2 separate regions of the Xenopus tropicalis genome follow, and region 2 is linked to region 1. Evidence: chromatin contacts called from public Hi-C data. All regions are on one chromosome and are shown on one strand. Each heading gives the region's core, a stretch centred on a gene start, on an enhancer-like site or on the middle of the called end of the contact. The rest is flanking DNA. Distances are from core to core; before and after follow the strand shown.

Region 1 (7,048 bases), core at 4,004-6,503:
GCAGCCCGCAGGTCTCTCTGGCTAAAGATGTGGTCGGCAGACCTCTCCTCTAAGAAGTCTCTTACGGTCTTACCTTTCAAGGGAAAGCTTTTATTTGGTCCAGAGCTCGATAAAATTATCAGCCAAGCTACGGGAGGAAAGAGTACTTTACTTCCTCAATCTAGAAATCGCACTACATTCCGACGAGGTCGTTCCTTTCGTACCAAGTCGTCCAGGGCTGCCTCTTCCAGAGACTATTCATCACAGAGTTCCTTCAACCGTAACAGGTTCCAGAACAGGCCTAAGCCTTCATGGCAGAATAAGCGCTCCCAACCCAAGCCTGCAGATAAGTCCTCACAATGACTATTCTATGGCAAACCACGAACCGGTAGGCGGTCGTCTCCAACTATTTCAAGAGGCTTGGCTACGACTTACCACAGATCCATGGGTCCACAGACTCATCGCTTCGGGCTACCGTCTCGAATTTTCCACAATGCCCCCTACCCGATTTTTCATGTCCCGTCTACCGGCAGACTCCTTCAAACAGGAGGCTCTCAGGTCCATTGTACACGAACTCCTCAGGGAAAGGGTGATCGTACCAGTTCCATCAAGCGAAAGATTTCGAGGTTTTTATTCCAACCTTTTCATCGTTCCCAAGAGAGACGGCTCCTTCAGACCAGTTCTAGATCTGAAGCAACTCAACACCTTTCTACGCGTGTCTCGTTTCAAGATGGAGTCACTAAGATCGGTAATTGCCGGCATGTCTCCAGACGAGTTCTTGGTGACCCTGGACATAAAAGACGCCTATCTCCATGTCCCCATTTTCCCTCCGCACTGGAGATTCTTACGCTTTGCCATCAAGAATCTACACTTCCAGTTTACCTCCCTTCCCTTCGGACTCACATCGGCACCCAGGATCTTCACCAAGATCATGGCAGCAGCAGCTGCGGCGCTAAGGTCTCAGGGGGTATCCATAACCCCTTACCTCGACGACCTCCTTCTCAAGGCTCCTACGTTCACCTTGGCGATGTCCCAGCTATCCTTGGTTCTGAACACCCTGACCTCTCTGGGATGGAGGATCAATACCACCAAGTCATGCCTCATTCCCGCTCAGCGGATGTCCTTTCTCGGGTTAATATTCGACACAACGCTTCAGAAGGTCTTCCTCCCACCAGAGAAGATCTCAAGGACGCAGGACATGGTTCGCCTTCTCCTCGCCACGCCATCTCCTTCCATACGACTGGCTATGCAGGTTCTGGGCACGATGGTATCGGCCATCGAAGCTGTGCCATTTGCTCAATTCCACCTTCGACCACTCCAGTGGAACATACTGGACCAGTGGAAGCGCACAAGTCTTTATCAACGAATGCACCTTCTTCCCAAGACCAGAGTTGCGTTGGCATGGTGGCTAGACAGGTCACATCTATCCAAGGGACGCACTCTAATAGAGCCACTGTGGCTACTACTGACTACAGATGCCAGTCTAAAGGGATGGGGAGCGGTACTACAACAATCCACAGCCCAGGGAACCTGGTCCGCGTCGGAGAGCCGCCTACCCATCAATATTCTGGAGATCAGAGCGGTTCGTTTGGCACTTTTACATTGGCAGAACCTACTCAGGGGACAGGCGGTCAAGATTCAATCGGACAATGCCACCACAGTAGCTTACCTCAATCATCAGGGAGGCACGAGGAGCCGCCAGGCTCTAAAGGAGGTCAGCATGATACTGACCTGGGCAGAGTCGAGAGAAGTCCACCTCTCAGCGGTTTACATCCCAGGACTCGAAAACTGGCAGGCCGACTACCTGAGCAGACAGAAGCTAGATCCAGGAGAGTGGGCCCTAAATCCCAGGGTATTCCAGGACATTGTAAGCAGGTGGGGACTTCCGGAGGTCGACCTCATGGCCTCGCGATCAAACCGCCAGGTACCCTCATTCATGGCCAGGTGCCGAGACCCCATGGCAATAGCTGCAGACGCACTCACAGCAGAGTGGAATTTCTCCCTGGCGTATGTCTTCCCTCCACTTCCTCTCATACCACGGGTTCTCAGGAAGATCAGGAGAGAACCTTGCCTACTAATTCTGATAGCTCCCCATTGGCCCAAGAGGGCATGGTTCACAGATCTGATGTCGCTCAGCAGGGACAATCCCTGGCGACTTCCTCTACATTCCGACTTACTGACCCAGGGTCCTATCTGTCACCCCAATCCGTCATTTCTAAATTTGACGGCATGGCTCTTGAGTCGCTAGTTCTCAGCAGAAAGGGCTTCTCTAAGGAAGTGATCCAGACCATGATGGCGGCTAGAAAACCGGTATCTGCTAAGGCCTATCACAGAGTATGGAGGATCTATTGGGATTGGTGCCACTCCAACGGTTATCCCTTCCAGGAATTTTCAGTTCCTCGAATACTATCCTTTCTACAGTCAGGTCTCGACAAGGGTCTATCGCTAGGATCTCTAAAATCCCAAATCTCCGCTCTATCTGTACTATTTCAGCAGAGGATAGCTACCTTGCCAGATGTGGCCACATTCCTACAGGGAGTTTCCCGATTGCATCCTCCCTTCCACGATCCCATTCCGCCATGGGACCTCAACCTAGTCCTGAACGCCCTACAAAAAGCACCCTTTGAACCCATGGCTACCATTCCAATAGCCTGGCTAACATGGAAAACAGTTTTCCTCATTGCCATCTCCTCGGCTCGCAGGGTTTCAGAACTCAGTTCCCTCTCCTGCCAACAACCATACCTGATTTTCCATGAGGACCGCGCAGTTCTGAGAACTACTGCCTCATTTCTGCCCAAGGTGGTCTCTTCATTCCACATTAATCAGGACATCACTATTCCTTCATTTTGTCCGCGACCAACGTCTTCTAAGGAAGTGGCTCTACACTCTCTCGACCCAGTCAGAGCGCTCAAGTTCTACTTACATCGTACCAAGGAAATTCGTTCTACTAACTCCCTGTTCATTTTACACACTGGTGCGCAAAGTGGTTCTCAAGCCTCAAAATCCACGATTTCGAGATGGATCAAAGAGACAATTCGCAGAGCCTACATTGCAAAAGGAAAATCGCCACCCCTGCAAATCAGGGCTCATTCCACGAGGGGCATAGGAACTTCCTGGGCCTTCAGAAATAAAGCATCTGCTGAACAGGTCTGCAAGGCGGCGACCTGGTCATCTCTACACTCATTCGCCAAATTCTATAGTTTCGAGGTGTTTGCAGCATCTGACGCACTTTTCGGGAGGAAAGTTCTTCAGGCTGCGGTCTGTTAATTAGCAGTATTCCGCTTCCGCCCTCCCTTAGGGCATAAGGGACAGCTTTGGTATGTCCCCAAGGTCCCTGTGTCCCACAGACACCTGCTAGAGAAAAGGAGATTTTGTGATACTCACCGTTAAATCCTTTTCTCTCAGGAGGTCTGTGGGACACAGGGCTTCCCCCCCTGGAAGCGGTCATCTGAATTTTCTGTATACTGTATATAATTGTTGTTCCTTAGTTATCTTGTTGACAAAACTGAAGTTAACAGGAAGTGCAAGGGGGTATAGTAGTAGGGAGGAGGGGCTTCCTTCCTATTCTTCTATTCTAGTGTCCTGCTCCTGCTAGGAGATACTATACCCCCAAGGTCCCTGTGTCCCACAGACCTCCTGAGAGAAAAGGATTTAACGGTGAGTATCACAAAATCTCCTTATTGTTCACCTTCCAAAAACATTTTGCCAGAGTACATCAGAAATTATGGGGCAGATTTATCAAAATGTAAGCTTAGGGTTATCATAGAAAACATTCTATTTGTTTCTGTGGAATTTTTAGAAGCATACTTATCAATGGGTGCTAAAGTTAGAGTTCGCCAAAGTTTTCTCTAGTGAGCTCAAATTTCACACATTAATAAATCTGTCAGATGTTTAGAAAGTAGACACTTTAAGGTTAAGGACCCTCCGAAATAGATGTCGCTGTTGGAAAACCAAAGCGATGCAAAGGGATTTCCACCTGCCACTTCAATTGTTGCCGGTGGAAAGTTATTTCGGAGTGCTTAGTCACCCGCGATAGCAGAGATCTGTCATGGCGACTAAACTGCTCTGTGTGTCCTTACCCTATGTTTAGTCATAATATTTTACCCCAGACCTTTTTTAACTGCTTTCTGTTTTTATATTAACTTCAAATTAAAGTTTAAACTTTAATGTTGCTATCCAGGTAGAGACTCTTATTACAATTTGCTACATTAATTGATTTCTCTGCAGCATGAGGGAAATTAAGAAACTGTTGCATTAATTACATCAGCTGACTTGATGAAACTTTAGGGTTATGCTTAGCAGAGCCAAAGACAAGAAATGTGTCAACTAATGTATACAATTAGAACAGTTTAATGTATACAATTAGAAGAGTTGATGACCCCCTTTGCAGACCTGCTCCAGGGAGACGTTTAAGTTTAAAATTTCACTTTTTACCTTCTCATAATTAAAAAAAAAAAAAAAAGAAGTAAAAAATAAAGACTTCCTGTTGGCCAGCTTAATATAGTCAAAATTTGTTCAGCTTTTTATAATCTAATTTTGCAGGAGAGTACTGGCACCAGAGAGTAGGAGGGAAAACTCATTTATATAGAGCTGATTTACCTTTATTGCTCCTATAAAGAGAGTTGAACCAATAGTTTCCCTCACTGCATGCTTTGATGAAAGTTCTCATACTCCTAATTTCTGTGATAATGTGAGTTGTCATCTCACAGGTTTCCTTTATTTTTCTTCCAGGAGAAAGATAAAGCTCACGAAGGTGCCCGGCCTATGAGAGCAATCTTTTTAGCTGATGGAAACATCTTTACTACAGGGTTCAGTCGTATGAGTGAACGTCAGCTAGCACTGTGGAATCCAGTACGTATTAAACTTATTCCTCTTGTCTGTTTTTTCTTAACCACCAACCAGGAACCCCTGACAGCTGTTGTTCTTTTGTTGTCTTTCTGTTGCCTTGACCACAAGGTAAAGTAATTTGCAAAAATAAACTTGTCTCTTTCCACACAGTATTATCATAGTCACAGGCAATTTTATGGATGTTTTGCCTTTCTAAATTCTCCCCCTGACGCCTTACTGGTCAAATGATATATGTGATATTGGTAGCTGTTTTAGTAAAGGTAAAGTATTCCACATTGTTAATTTTAATGAGCCAGCATATGTATTCCCATCTGTTGTATATCTGCTGCATATCAAAGCTTCTGTCAGACAGCTGTTTTGGTGGGTTAAATAGTTCAGAGAATGCATGTGAGACTAATCATTGTGTAAAGCTGTGCCTGGCTATCGTTCTCTGTGTAGCAATATAATATGCGGTTAGCGACTCTCTTCCTGCATTTCTGAAAGGCAAATGGTTCCTAGCAAAAAATAGTCTGTTACAACTGAATCTGTTTGTTTACACCTGTCCTGTAGCAAACATGTTTAAGGGCTACTTGGGGAGTAGCCAAGCATCACTGTGCACTAATATTAATGTATACTTCTAATGTTTTTGATGGGGGCATTAGTTGCCCTTTTCCTTTGGAAAATCTCACACTAAGGTGGTTTCATCTGGCAAGTTCATGTCAAGTTTTATCTGCATTTAGCATTTGCATGTGCTCTTGTTGGTATGGTCCTATAGTGAAATGCACAAAAGAGCCACTGCATGTGAATATAGTTAGAAATGGCCATGTGTAAAGATCCTTGAGTACACATAAAGCATACCAGGAGCAGCATAACAACATTGTACACTTACCGTATATGTATAGAAGTGAACATGTGTATATGTTTAAAGCTTCTTAATGTATTTTGTCCTTTAAAGGGCACCTATCACCCCTATAATGTTTCCCTCACCAGAGGTACGGGCTAAAAGAGCCTGCACCCCAGTTGGGGGAAACATTCATTTCTTGGGGGGTTTTCTTTTTATTAAAAACTCCTCATGTCAGCGCTGGGATACCCAAACCAGGAGGGAGCTCCCGGTGCGGATGGCCATCTTCGTTGGCATGCATGGACATAATAAGTGATCTCCCTGCTCGCTTACTATGTGCATGCTCCTGACGTAGGAGCAGTGAATGTAAATCACCCTCCTATGCCACACACATGCGCATAATGATTGTGTTGTAGCACTCATTATGCGCATGCGTGTGCCCCAACATGGCTGCCCACACTGGGGCTTTCTTACGGTGCAGGTAGTCCAGTACTGGCAGGGGCAGTTTTTTTTCCAATATTTTTCCCCCTATCTGGAGTGCAGGCTCTATATGTGGCCTGTTTGACTTTCCACACCAGTAAACATTCTGATCTGAAAGATGCCCAAACAATTCAGTTGGTTGAGGGCCAATTATCCATTCAGCAGGTAATCAAATATATTCACTGTAATTCTGGTCTTTTGGTATACTGCCTAAAAATTTTCAAAAGGCAGTTACCACTCATTCATGCCTTCTGTGTATTTAATGTTCTGGGAATTCCTGCTTTCCAGTGTTCTGATTAGGATGTCATTTATTTCAAAACAAGACTAATTGATTTTATCTGACTGTAATCTAATCACTTTTGCAATTGCAGAAAAATATGGAAGAGCCAATTGCACTACATGAAATGGACACTAGCAATGGAGTTTTGCTACCATTTTATGATCCAGACACAAGTATCATTTACTTGTGTGGAAAGGTAAGCTTCTTGGTTCTTTCTGCTGCTGTGATAAACAGTTGCACTATTTACGCTTTGACTAATGGCACACTGGGCATTTTGATATCTGATGTGGTCATACAGAAAAGAATAGTGGTCAAAATGCCCATATGTCCCTGTCAGCACTTTCCATGGAGAGATTTTTGCGAGAGGCAAACATATTGGTGACCGGCAAACTACCACCCAAACATTGAAGCAAGCATTTTTTTATTTTTTTTTTATTTTTTAAACAAAAAGCTCCTCCTTCTAGCTTAAGATTCATTAATTGGTTTTTGCTTAAATGCCAATCGCCAAAAATGAGCAGTATAATATTACCAAATCAGCACAGCAGAGACCTAGACTGGTCAATAGTGCCAGGTGGCAGAGTTAAGCTAATGTACATGATAACTTCTGACAGGTTTTTTTTTTTTGTTTTTTTTTTTTTTAT
Region 2 (6,388 bases), core at 1,367-3,866, 61 kb before region 1:
AGCCTGAATCTATTACAACCTGTTAGTTCATGTGGCTTGCAGAACACACAGCAAAGTTATTTACTGCAACTGTGGCATAAGCTCTGCATCTATTTTAATATAGCGATCTGGCAAGCCATGAGATTTTGAATAATAAAGGCAGTGATTCCACTGTATTTGATTATTTTACTTCTGGTGATTGCAAGCCAGTGTTTAAACTTCATCTTATTTTTCTTATGTTCATTTAGGTCAGCCCTTCAAGTACTTCATAAGGCCTGTGAGGTTGCCAGGCGTTTTAATTACTTTCCTGGAGGTCTGTCTCTTGTCTGGGCTACTTACTATGAGAGCTGCATCAGCTCTGAGCAAAGCTGCATCAATGAGTGGAACACCATGCAGGATCTGGAATCTGCCCGCGCAGATTCCCCCATTATTTTTATGGAGAAGTAAGTATCCATTGTTGTGAAAGCACCTAGATATTTGATATGTCTCTTGCTTTGATTCTGGGTGAGTGCAGAGGTTGTCTTTGTATGAATATTGTGGACACAGCCTCATTGCACTCCCGCCTATGTGACCCCATTGGGCCAATAAAAGGGCAACCATTTGGGGGTTTTAACCTTGAGAACAAACAAGTTACAGGTAAAATTAGTCCCTGTATAAAATGTATAATAAAGCAATAAAGAGTGTAGGACTGGCCAGACCAGGGATAACTTTGACGTAGTTGGCCAGCTTGAATATGTTGCAATATATGGACGAATAATCCCTGTTTTGTTTAAAATGGAAAGGGTTTTGGTAGCATAATGCACAAAATGTCTTAATGTACTTAGCACAGTGCTGTCCAACTTCTGTGGTACAGAGGGTCAGAATTTTTCTGGCCTATTTGGTGGAGGGCTGATAATGGAAGACAGATTTGACCACTACCCCTTTTTTAAACCACACCTACATAATCACAAGAGCTTTTAAGACCATACCCACATTAATGGTGGTAGCACAGCAAAAACACAAATGGTTGTTGTAGGGATACCACCCTTCATTCATATGTGAAATAATTATATTACGAGTCATATTAAGACACACCCATAAATCCATATGCTGCCTCCTCTTCCCCTGTGGATAGTACAGCAACCCCCAGCATATAATTACACACCTTAGGGGCCATATAATGACTATTTACAAATGCTAACAAACTTCCAGAACCAACCCCTGCCAGGTTCGCCTCCCACAAGCAGCTTAGAGCAAGCAGGGTATGGCTCACCCAGGCAGCATAGGGCAGGCAGAGTAGGACACACCCAGGCAGCATAGTGTGTGTGTCATACTCTCCCTACCCTACCCTGCCTGTGTGTGCCAAACTCTCCCTGCCCTGCCCTACCCTGCCTGTGTGTGCCATACTATGTCTGCCCAGTGTATGGCACACGCAGGCAGGGTAGAGTAGAAAGAGTATGGCACACACAGACAGTATATACAGTGACACAATGCTGGCCCTGCTCCTACAGTCTGTCTGAGGTGTGTACAAGTAAACAATGTGGGTGATTACAGTCTGAGCATGAGGTGTGAACAATGCAGGAGGTGAACAATGCAGGGATTAAAAGGTATGAACAGTACAGGGGATTACATGTTTAAAGTTTTGCAGAAGACTGTTTTCTGGCCTAGTGATTGGTATATTCTTGCTTTGTGAGCTACAGAGCAAAACTTTTTAGCACCTTTCATCTTGCACTTTAGTTAAAACAATGTTATTCTGGACGGGTTTCACCCCATTGCTCCATAAGCCTTAGAATTTGCATCATGCTACAGATGAACTTCTGCTTTAAATTGCTGTCTGTGTGGTCTGTTATTTTGTTTGTCAGTGCTAAATACAGTTATTTAATGATAGTTGGTGCGTGTTAGGCTGCTTGCTGGCCCACATAGTTAATAATACTGACACAACTGAAAGAACACTAAATTTAGCATAGGGCTGCTGGACTTACTTGTTTTAGCTTACCAGTCCCTTGATGCACATTTTTTTATATTACCTTTACATAGTGTTCACATTTTACAGAATGCTTTACAGAGATTAGATATCATTCATAACAGTTCCTGCCCCAGTGGAGCTTACAGTATAAGGTCCCTGTCACAGTAACACACTGTCAAATGTTTCATTAGAGGTGGGAAATGTGGGAGCAAAATGATTTCCCTCAGAAGAAAATTACAGGCCACCCGTGATTTCACATGTGTCACATGTGGGGTCCCTTACAGAGAAAATAGATATGCCCCCTCCCTGCAGCCACAGGGAGAATATAAATATATACTTTTTGCAATGTGCTGGTGGGAACCAAACCTAACCACTGCCTATTTTGTTATTTGATATTAACACAGAACTGACCCATGACCAGTATAAGGAGTGTGCATTGAAAGAGCCAAGGCATTATGGTTTTTAGAGGGGCTAAATTAGTAGACAAGGTTATGTGATGTTTCCCCACTTGTATTTTACTGCTAAATAAGGTATTTTAATACATGATAGTATATTTTAAAATAAAGCTAACAAGTATTGATTTTGTCAGTTCCATATTCACAAGTCTGGTATATAGTATAATCATTCACATAGATGATTGCATTGAAGACTTAAGGTATTAGGGGTATCCGTTGTGTAAGAGGGAGCTTGTTAACCACAGGTTCCTCAATTTAATTCCGCAAACTAGAACTGTTTAATTTAATTCTCCTTGCTTCCTTCTGCATATAAGGTGATTCATTAGGCAGTTGGATGTCTGGTTGGATGTCTTGTCAGTCCTCATTTTGAACGATGAGAGACAAATATCTGTTGCTCTTCTGTCCATGGACAGCCAGTTCATTGCTATCTGGACATTCCATGCAGCCCGGGTTAAAAAGAATCTGACCACTCAGACTATAAATAGTTTTTTTGTATTGCCTAAACTGGCTGGCTATTTGAAAGGGTCTGTATTGGTTTACACAGGGACCAAGAAGTAGAGTTCCACTCCAAAAGGCATCCGGCTACCTCACTGTACCATGTTTTTCTTTCATAGCAGTATAATAATAGTACAGTAAAATTGATCTATAAAACCTTGGTCTGTGCTCAGATTCCCTTACATTTGTAAATCTTTATTTATGTAGCTGGTTTGAGCTTTTGGTAAATACCCTTATCAACTTGCCATCCACATGCCTGCATGTTTTCCTTTCTCTGTATATCCTTTTTTTAAATGAACTGTATCTTTTTTGCATTCAGGCCTAGTGAGGGGGAGAGGACTGAGTGGGTTATAAGACAAACACTAAGGAGTATCATGATGACCAGAGACTTGGAGAATGTGACCTGCAAAGAGGTGAGCAAGTTTAGTTGCAGCATAGCACAAGCATAAAATGTTTAGGCATGCTCCTTTGTTTTGCTATGCTAAAAATGCTACAGGTGTCACTTCAACTTCTTTCAGGGAGTACTTAAATTAGGACAGATATACAAGAGCATGAGGATTTTTATATGCAGCTGTATGGATATTGTGTAGCTCAGATGTCTTAGCTGTTTTTTTTCCCACAAATTTTCCATTAAAAAGCATCAGCATCAGTATCAGTTCATAGCTTGTTGAGTACAGAGAACTATTATTCTTATTGTTTAAATACAGTATTGCTTGCATCTGAGCCTCTTCCTTTAAAGGCGAAGGAAAGGTAAAATCGCTGGGGGCTGCCAAAATGTTAGGCATCCCCAGTGATTGTAATGGCTTACCTTATACCCAGGTTGGTGCTCCTGTTAAAAGAGTGTTTTTTTTTTTGTTAAAGTTCGGCTTTTCGCTTTACTGCGGTTGCACAAGTGGCAAAACGGCATCAGCCCAGGGTGGCTGCAAACGAGCGACCCTCTTCCTTCTCTTGTCTGTCTTCTGAATCTTGGGGCCAGCACATGTGCAGTAGAGTGGCTTTTTTTGTTAAAGTTCAGCTTTTCGCTTTACTGCGTTTGCGCAAGTGGCGCAAAGACAGACGATGGAAGAGGAGCACTCTCTTGCAGCTACCCCGGGCTGGTGCGGTTTTCTTCAGGAGCACCAACCCGGCGTATAAGGTAAGAGATTTTACCTTATACCTTATTTTAAAACAGGAAACAAAATCTTTTTAGAAACTAACAAAGCTTCATGCACACAGTCGGTTGTAGCAAGATTGTTCCTATAAACACGTTTAAGCAAGTTATTTCCTGGGAGAAAGTTTCCATACGTCTCTACTATAAATTTTTGAAAGATTAGTAGTTTGGCGAGGTCGTCAAGCAAGCATATCTTCTCCCGATATACCCACACATATGGGTGGGCAATATCTGGCTAATGTGATCATTTGACCCTAGTGCTAAACAAATGAATTAAAATGACAGGCATAGGCGCTGTCGGTTCAGGTGCCGCATCAACGAGCCAATACAATATCGGCAGCTGAAATCGGCCCTTGTATGCCCACCTTTAGTCTGTGTAGAACTCCTCTAAAGTGGTAATCTGAATTCAAGCCATGGAATAATAACTGCTTAGAAGGGGTAATGCTGCATATCTAAATGCATAGTTAAAGGTAAAATATGTAAGATAAATGTTTTTTTTTTTTTTATTTTACTTTTTGAATAAAATTAAATAAACCTATACTTCCATTCATCAGAGAACAGAGTGTAACCTAGTAACATTTTTATTGCCTTTTTAGATTCGCAATGAGCTGGAAGAGAAGCTGAGCTGTAACCTGAAGGAATATAAAGAATACATAGACAATGAAATGTTACTTATCTTGGGACAAATGGATAAGGCTTCCCTCATCTTTGATCATGTTTACTTGGTAAGTTACTAGAGAGAAAACACTTATTTTTCTTTTTTTAACTTGTAGATTTCATTCATACAGTTAATACGGCAGTTGATGTCTCGCCAAAACTTTAGGTTTGCTTTCCGTTCTAAAGTTTTGTCATCAGTGGTGCATAAATGCATCTGTTAGATTAAAAGAAAATTAACACCAAAAAATAAAAGTGTTTTAAAGGAGACAGAAAGGTAAAAACTAAGTAAGCTTTATCAGAAAGGTATATGTAAATACAGCCATAATCACTCACAGAAACGCTGCACTGACTTCTGAAAAAAGATTAGTTGTGTCTATAATTCCTGTGCCACAGACACACAGCTTTCTGTTCTCTGCTCTTTCCTGCTCCCCCCTCCCTCAAGAATGCTTAGAACTCTCTCCCCCCCCTTAGGAATGTGGATCTGAGCCAATCAGCAGGCTGAGTCATAGTCTTACTAACTGAGCATGTTCAGTTTGGTCTAGGTGTCTGTGCAGTAATGAGGCATTATGGGAACTTTCTTTACACAGCTCAGCATTTTTTCTTCCTGTTTGGCTTTAGATCTTCTGAACAGGTGAAATATGGGGGCACTATTGAGACAACTGAAGGTATGCCTGCAGCTTGAGATTAACTCTTTACTAGCCTTTCCTTCTCCTTTAAAGTAATTAAAATATAATGCACTGGTACAACAGGTGTGTTTACTTCAGGAACTCTACTATAGTTTATATAAATACCTTGCTGTGTAGTCACGGGGGCAGCCATTCAAGCTGGAAAAAAGAATAGGCACTAGTTACATAGCAGATAAACTCTGTAGAATACAATGGTGTTTTATCTGTTATCTGCTCTGTAACCTGTGCCTTTTCTCCATTTGAATAGCTGCCCCCATGGCTACACAGCAGGGTATTTATATAAACTATAGTAGTCTTTCTGAAGCAAACACACAACTTTTACCGGTGCAGGGCAACAGTACATTACAGTTTAATTACTTTGATAATCTTCACTTTTTGGTGTTACTGTTCCTTTAATTGCACTGGTTCCAGCCAGATAGAAATCTCCCATTGTTTCAGAGACTGATAACAACTGAACAACCCTATAATAAACCAAACAATGTTTACCAAATATTCTTCATATTGCCTGTTGATTTACAAAGTAACACAAAGTGCACCGGCAGCCCTGTGCCGCTAGTCAGAAGAGTTGCTCAGGCGCACATCTTTGAGTTGCATGCAAGAGAAAAGGTCAGAACTAAAAAAAATGCCAGCGATCTAAAAGAAAAAGGTCGAAATAGGGAAAATATATAAAAGATTGCTAGATATATTAAATAAAAAGGTAACACACCTTTTTAACCCATTCAGTGCCACAGATTAGACACAAATCATGCACTGAAAGATTAGGGACCTGGGTTCTCATTGTCTAGTTTTTTTAGGACTTTTGTGAAAACCATATTTTGTTATATTTGTGCTAAATTACTGAAAATTCTAAAGGGTTCAAGAACCTTGAAGCACCACTGTATATGAGGTTTAGAAATTGAGAGATAATTTTTACCTTTCCTTTTCCTTTAAGCAGCTAAGTAAGCTTTATCAGAAAGTTCTATGTAATTACAGCCATAAGCACTCACAGAAACACAGCACTGAGTCCTCTATCAAAAGAAAC

What was found. Hi-C and Micro-C count contacts between places; a contact is called where the count stands out from the background.
Region 2: a contact with region 1 is called in a Hi-C map of liver, with 2.6 times the contacts expected there. The contact joins two enhancer-like sites. A contact is called at or near these places in 2 of 5 Hi-C or Micro-C datasets (brain and liver).

The regions. Positions count from the first base shown.
Region 1 is chr1:146,405,281-146,412,328 of UCB_Xtro_10.0, reverse strand. It overlaps coro1c (coronin 1C), which reads left to right. Exons shown (of 11, transcript NM_204052.1): 6 at 4,711-4,830; 7 at 6,499-6,603. Among named protein-coding and RNA genes, the nearest start is that of coro1c, 31 kb to the left of the region's middle. Within about 2 kb of position 5,253, at least 1 of the 11 cell types and tissues checked has an H3K27ac peak or open chromatin away from gene starts, as enhancers often do. A contact at or near this core is called in liver, where this site is marked.
Region 2 is chr1:146,463,894-146,470,281 of UCB_Xtro_10.0, reverse strand. It overlaps ssh1 (protein phosphatase Slingshot homolog 1), which reads left to right. Exons shown (of 16, transcript XM_004910620.4): 9 at 228-422; 10 at 3,194-3,287; 11 at 4,621-4,749. Among named protein-coding and RNA genes, the nearest start is that of coro1c, 27 kb to the right of the region's middle. Within about 2 kb of position 2,616, at least 1 of the 11 cell types and tissues checked has an H3K27ac peak or open chromatin away from gene starts, as enhancers often do. A contact at or near this core is called in liver, where this site is marked.